2 separate regions of the Mus musculus genome follow, and region 1 is linked to region 2. Evidence: chromatin contacts called from public Hi-C data. All regions are on one chromosome and are shown on one strand. The core of a region is the stretch at or near the end of the contact, and the rest is flanking DNA. Distances in the headings are between cores, read along the strand shown. Region 1 overlaps Gm36743 (a long non-coding RNA gene). Region 2 overlaps Gm36743 (a long non-coding RNA gene).

Region 1 (3,354 bases), core at 704-3,203, 70 kb after region 2:
TTCTTGTTCTCTTTATGGAGTGACCATAACACTTTTCTTTAAAAACCTGTTATATTATGTGAATGTGTTTTTGTTTTAATCCCAGGTGTGGGATATGAGACTGTTTCAGGTTGTCCACAGCAGCTAAGTATGATTTGTCTCGTGCTCTAGGAAGGCTGTGAATTTTGCCAGCTGCCGACAGTTTATGTTTGGAATTCTGGGGACTCTTGAGAGGGTATAAATATGAGAGGCCTGTGGGGGCTGCCGCTCTCCCTGTGGCTGCCCCTTCTGCTGGTTCTTGCTGTTGTGTTTGCTATTGTTGGATTGCTGGATTGCTCAATTCCTGGTTGGAGATATTCTGATGATGAAGATTTCACTTGTCTCAAGGAACTCAATGCCCCTAGTCAGTAGGAAGTAGTCCAAAGGTCTATACTCCCTTTCCCCTCTAACATTTTTTCTGTCCTACCTAGTCTGTGTGGAAGGGATTGGGGTGGAATACTGATTGGAAGGGTGGTAGATATAAGAACACAATAAAGTAGCAAACAAACTAGCACCTACATAGGCATGTTTGCCCCTGTTCCCTTCTAAGAATTAGTCCCTAAACATCTTCATACTCTCAGGTTATCATAGCTTCTTCCAATGAGCATTGCCAGGTGATACATGCTCTTGTCTCCTAAATCTTAGCTGGTGCTATGCCACGGGTCTAGGTGATATCCTCTCTCCTCTCCCAAAACTTAAGTGGCACTGTGCCATTGGTCTGTCCTCACTTGAAGGAAACATCAAGGCTTTAGTATACACCCATCAGTGATTTTCAACTAACTTTTATCTCTGCAGCCAGACCATAAGTTCCATGGAGGCAAGAGATTTGTCTTTCATTTTTCAGTCCCCCCCATGTACATTCAATTTCTGCCTGATCCTAGATGCTGAAGCAAGTGCCCTTAATATCGTGGACAGTTTCAACTGTCAGAAGCCTTAAAGAAACTGTGTGAATGGAAGCAATTACAGTCATCCTGAAGAAGACATGAGCTGTCTCAGATGGATAAAATATTATTTTAGACTTGTTTTATTATTGTGTATGTGTGTGTGCTGTGCACATGAGTGCAGGGAACTGAACTCAGGTGATCTGTAAGAACAGTGTCTTAGTTATTTTCCTGTCAGTGTGGAGACATCATGACCAAAGTAACATACAGAAGAAAGCATTTAAGGGGGCCTTAGACTTTCAGAGAGTGAGTCCATGACCATCATGGAGGTGAGAATGGTGGCTTGCTGGCAGACATAGCCCTGAAGAAGTAGTTGAGGACTTAGATAATGACCCATAAAGACCAGACAGATAGAACTAAGTGAGAATGACTTGGGCTTCTGAGACCTCAAAGTCCACCACCAATGACACACTTCTTCCAACATGGCCACACCTCCTCCAACAAGGACCACCCCTAAAACAAGGACACACCTTCCAATACTTCCCAAACTGATTTTTACCAACTGTGAACCAAACATTCAAATATTTGAGCCTATGTGGCCATTCTCATTCACACTACCACTAATACTATGTATTCTTATCTGTGGAGCCATCTTAGTTCTGTTAGTGAAATTCTCTAAATGGATCCACATCTCAGATAAGTGTTGAAACAGATGTCCCTATGGGTTAGCTGGGAAGAATCTGTACTGAATATTTCACATATTCACCTCTTAGCCAGGCTTAGGGCACCATGTGAAGCTCTCTGTATCCAATTCACTGGCACCGTCCCGTCCCTTTCCTTGCTGATGAGCCAACCCACTGAGCATTTTTGAAGCCTTTGATGCCTGTCATTTGAGTCAGGTCTACCCAGTTAGTCTTTTTTGTTGGTCTCTTGTTTCTGATGGTTTGAGTTTGTGATCCAAAGACTTGGGGGTAAATGTTTAATCAGCTCTGTTTATTCTACCCATTCCAACACTAATATTCAGAGAGTGTGGGTGGGAAGCTCAAAGAATATCAGATTCAGTCGGGGAAGGATGCTGAGTGGGGATGGAGAAGAGGCACGAGAGTCTGAACAGGCAAGGCATCTTTAGCAAACAGCATCTGAAGGGTGTCTGCAACTTCTCAGCGGCTGGAGCTCAGGTGTCCCTGAATGAAGGTGTACATTGCTGCGCAGCACACTTCTGCCTTCCTGTGCTGGCTCCAGCCAGCTTAGCATGGACAGAATCTATGATCCCCAGGGCAGGCCTGCAGAGCGGCTTGTCTCTTTAAGAGGTTATTATTTCTGCAAAGTTCTAATGTTCATTGCGTATGCTTTGCCCTGTGAATGCTTGTTAATGCAGTTTCATTGTTGCCTAGGGAAAATGAACCCCAGCGACCCACTGTAATAACTGCTTTCATGTGGGGCCCCGGCCTCTGGGTCTGGGTAGTGTCCTTTACAAATGAGCAAAAGTGGCCACAGTTATATTAGGCGACGTTGCCAGAGGTCTATGATAAAATCTGCAGTCACTGCCAGGGACAGTGTGAACCCTGTCAGTCTGAGGATTAACTTTTCTGTAGTAACAGCTAAGCCGCCCCCCAACCCCATTTTAAGGTCTCACAGCACAGCGTGCCAGACACTGTGTGCTGATGGTGAGAACTGGGGTGGGGGAAAGGCTCTCCTATGCATGACTTCCATTAGTTTAATGATTAATATCAAATATGTATATTACATTCTAGTTTACCAAAGAGGAATTTTTAGGTGTCATACCCAAAATTACAGGGGTGGCAATGCTCTACTCCAAAGGTACCTGCTGTGGCTGCCTTAAAGGCAGTGTTAAGAGTGTTAAGACCAGGTTGTAAACTTAAGGGTGGGGATCATTCATCCATTGGTTTGCAGGAGAGAAGGCCCTTTCCCTTGTTATCTATGTTGGATACTTAGTGCCCAGCATAGTGGCATTGCGAAGTACTGGGATCTAGTGGCTGCTGGTCCCAGACAGAGGGCTGCTAGGGGACATTAGGAAGTGACATTAGGAAGTACTGGGATCTAGTGGCTGCTGGTCCCAGACAGAGGGCTGCTAGGGGCATCCTATCTTCCTATTTGATCACTTCCCTGCCAGTTTCTACACTGTGATGTTACTCACAGTGGGGCACTCCATAAAATCCAGTCATATGTGCCCCTGATTCTTAGACTTTCAGCCCCTAAACAATGAGGCAAACAGGCCTCCTCTTGTTAGAAAACACCCATCTGCCGTGACAATTTTGGAAATTTAGGTTTCTTTTAAAAAACACAGAGATATTTTAAGTTTTCATTTTAATCGCAGGTGTAGGATGTGGGGCTGCTTCAGATCATCCACAGCAGTTGACTGTGATTTGCCTCGTGCTCTAGCAGGGGTGGAGTTTCTGTGATGGTGTGATGGTTAGAATTCTGGGGATTTTTC
Region 2 (2,923 bases), core at 134-2,633:
AGTCGAGGGCATTGGGTGCCCCAGGCAGATCTATAAACCTGTAAACACTGCTATGCTACACAGTTCTGATCTTTCACAAAAGCTCGAGCCAAGTCATTCATGGGTTTAATCTCAGCACTGGTCAGGATTACATTCATGGCTCCTGACTGCCCAGCCCAAACAGCCGTGTTGCTGTTTGGAAGGAGATCAAGGTTGCAGACTCCTCTTTTTGTTGATTCTTCAATTTTCTAAGCTGGTGGATTCAGTGAGGGCTGATATCTGCCCTGGGATCAGGCCGCTGGTGGGAGGGAGCAAGCTGGGGGCAGTGCTATTTGTCCCCAAGGAAGGAAATGGAGCCAGATGGCATGGTAAGCTGAGTTGCTGAGCAAAAGATCCATTGTCACCAGACCACAAGTGAAGGTTTTGGCAAGAAATAGCCTGGAAATGGTGAAGCTGCATGGGTCTTTGTGTCTTCACTTTGCTTTGGTGACATGCACACACTCCTTGGGGTTTAGTTGTTGGATAGGTGGCACATTCACCCACACAAGGTTGATGCTTATACCAATTCTGCTTAACTTACCAAGGGATTGCATCCTGATAAGTCAATCATGAACTGAGAAGACAGTGAGAGGAGAAGACATTTATTCCACCTAACCTGTGGGGCATTTGTATGTGACTGAATTGTTGTTCAAATTGACTGGTAGACACTTCTTTGTCTATATTTAATTCTTCAACCTACCCAAATGGTCATAACTAGTTCAGCATTTCTTAAGGTTTTGCTTAGCTGAGGATTCTAGTATACACAGCTGAAGGCCAGAAACTGGGGAGGTGGATTGATAGAAGAGACCAAGGAGAGAATTTGAAGCTCTGTGTGAGATACACAACTCCTTGTATGGTTAATGCTGGATAAAGAAAGAATTAGCGTTTGTTAAACACATACTAAATTTCAGTCATCACACTGTCTGCCTAGGACTTGCTATTTTGTTTATTATCCACAGTAATCTTGTTGGATGTTACAACCCTTTCTTAAACAGAGAGCAAACCAAGACAGAGAGAGGTTATGCGACTTGCTCAAATAAACTCACACAGCCAACTGAGTGCCAGAGCTGAGGTTGGAAGTCCTGTAAGTGTGAGCCCGTGAGTTTTCTCCAGTGTCTCACTACCTCCAACAGCGCTGTGTTAAATGAATAGATCACCTTTGTTTTAAAGCTGGAGAGATAAATAGGATTTGTGCCAAATTCAGCTGATTAGTAGTATGCCTGGAATTCTATGTTGAGAAAGATTCTTATTGGGCAAGATTTCCAGCTGATTAATGATGTCTGCCATGTGTACTGCTGGGGAGGATGGTAGAACACTCTTATTGGCCAAGATTCTCTGGTTGATTAATGATGTCTGCCAGATGCTTTGCTGGGGAGGAAGGGCAGAACAGGGGCTCTTCATTTGCTGGCTCCTCTTCAGGTCCCTAGGAGACACAGGGTTTCTCCAAGCAGAACTGTGCCTGGGTGAACCTTATGCTGAGCAGCGATGTGGACCAGCATCTGACCCCATGGCCATGACTTGGTAGCAGAGTTTTATTCATATTCTGTTGGGAAGAGAGCCATGGAAAAAATGTCTTCAAGTTGCCATGTTAGAAACTAGAAAGTGACCAGCCAGCACATTCAGTGTTCATATTCTCAGCTAACAAGCACACGGCAAGGCACTTTGCTCTTAAATATGCTATTTAGAGAAAAGTTATTTTCTCTTTTCCTTGCTGGTAAAATGAGAAGCCAGGGAAGCCTGAGGGTTCCAGCTTGTGTCTCGACTCTGTGATAGCGTGGTTGCTCATGGCTGAAACATCCCATTTCAAATGCTAACATGTACACGAGCAATTCCAGGGCGGTAGCACTCGGTGTGAATGAAAAACAAGACCACTTTTAGTTTAAAGAAAATCAAAAGCTTCATATGGTCATTGGCAGTAGTAGAAGAGATTAGAACTCATGACGTTAATCAATTTTAACAGTTAGAATATACTTCCTTCCAGATACAAATGTTAAGACATCAATTAAAAACAAGTATGTTTTCAGACTACTCTAAGACTCAGTTTTAGTTTCATTTCCAGTTGTCCTGAAACACAGCAGAGCAGATGTGTCTGTAAGAGTTCAGCTGCTGAGACCAAATGTTGTGTAAAGCCTTAGAGACAAATTCAGTTCCAGTATAGACTGGAGTTTGCTCCACTGAGGATCAGTGTAGGCGCTGACCCTTGTTTTCTCCGCATGCTTCCCACTGTCTGCTGAGCACTTCAATTCAAGGACCAATGGCCTACAACACCTTAGAAATCAAAACTTAAAGAAAAAAAAAAATCAAAACTCAAGGGTTCAGTTGCAAAGCATGCTGGTTTTTTGCTTGCTTCCACTAACACAAGTAAGATTTTTTTCCCCCTTGTTACAGTAAGTTTAGAAGTGAAGGTATTGTGGCAGAAACAATTCTCATACATTATTTGTACATAAACGAACCCCAGAAATCACCCAATCCCATCCACTTCCAAATTTTATCCTTGTCCAATTCACTTCCAGAGGAGTTGTCTCAGATCATTGTTAGATCACGCAAACATTCTGACAATATTGGAAGAACGACTGAGCAGAGCAGCGCTTGATAGATACACGGATAGGTTTCCGTGTTAAATTCTGACCAACTGACCTTCAGAAAATGAAGAGTGTGGGAACTAGTGAAATTTGGTAATCTGCAAAAAGGAACAGAGGGCTGAATTCAACTCCCCAGAAGGTGGTGGACGAGGCTGGGATGTCTGCCAACTGTCAATCAAGCCCAGTATAGGATAGGAGCTCCATTGCCAGACACAAAGTAGAGATGGTGTTCAGCCCTGCAGCTTCCTTCCTTGAGCTGTGTCTGGCCTGGATCTAGAGATCTTGGAGCAGACAATAAATCTAGCCCATGACCTTGACTTTAG

The links. A called contact is a pair of places that touch in the nucleus more often than the background predicts.
Region 1: a contact with region 2 is called in a Hi-C map of the N1E-115 cell line, with 3 times the contacts expected there. The contact joins two enhancer-like sites. A contact is called at or near these places in 4 of 484 Hi-C or Micro-C datasets (the N1E-115 cell line, Th1 cells, embryonic fibroblasts and 1 more).

What each region holds. Positions count from the first base shown.
Region 1 is chr9:23,132,483-23,135,836 of GRCm38.p6, forward strand. All of the region lies in intron 7 of Gm36743 (a long non-coding RNA gene), which reads left to right. Among named protein-coding and RNA genes, the nearest start is that of Bmper, 89 kb to the right of the region's middle. Within about 2 kb of position 1,954, at least 14 of the 459 cell types and tissues checked have an H3K27ac peak or open chromatin away from gene starts, as enhancers often do. A contact at or near this core is called in the N1E-115 cell line, where this site is marked.
Region 2 is chr9:23,062,903-23,065,825 of GRCm38.p6, forward strand. The region is part of intron 7 of Gm36743 (a long non-coding RNA gene); the gene reads left to right. Among named protein-coding and RNA genes, the nearest start is that of Gm36743, 68 kb to the left of the region's middle. Within about 2 kb of position 1,384, at least 19 of the 459 cell types and tissues checked have an H3K27ac peak or open chromatin away from gene starts, as enhancers often do. A contact at or near this core is called in the N1E-115 cell line, where this site is marked.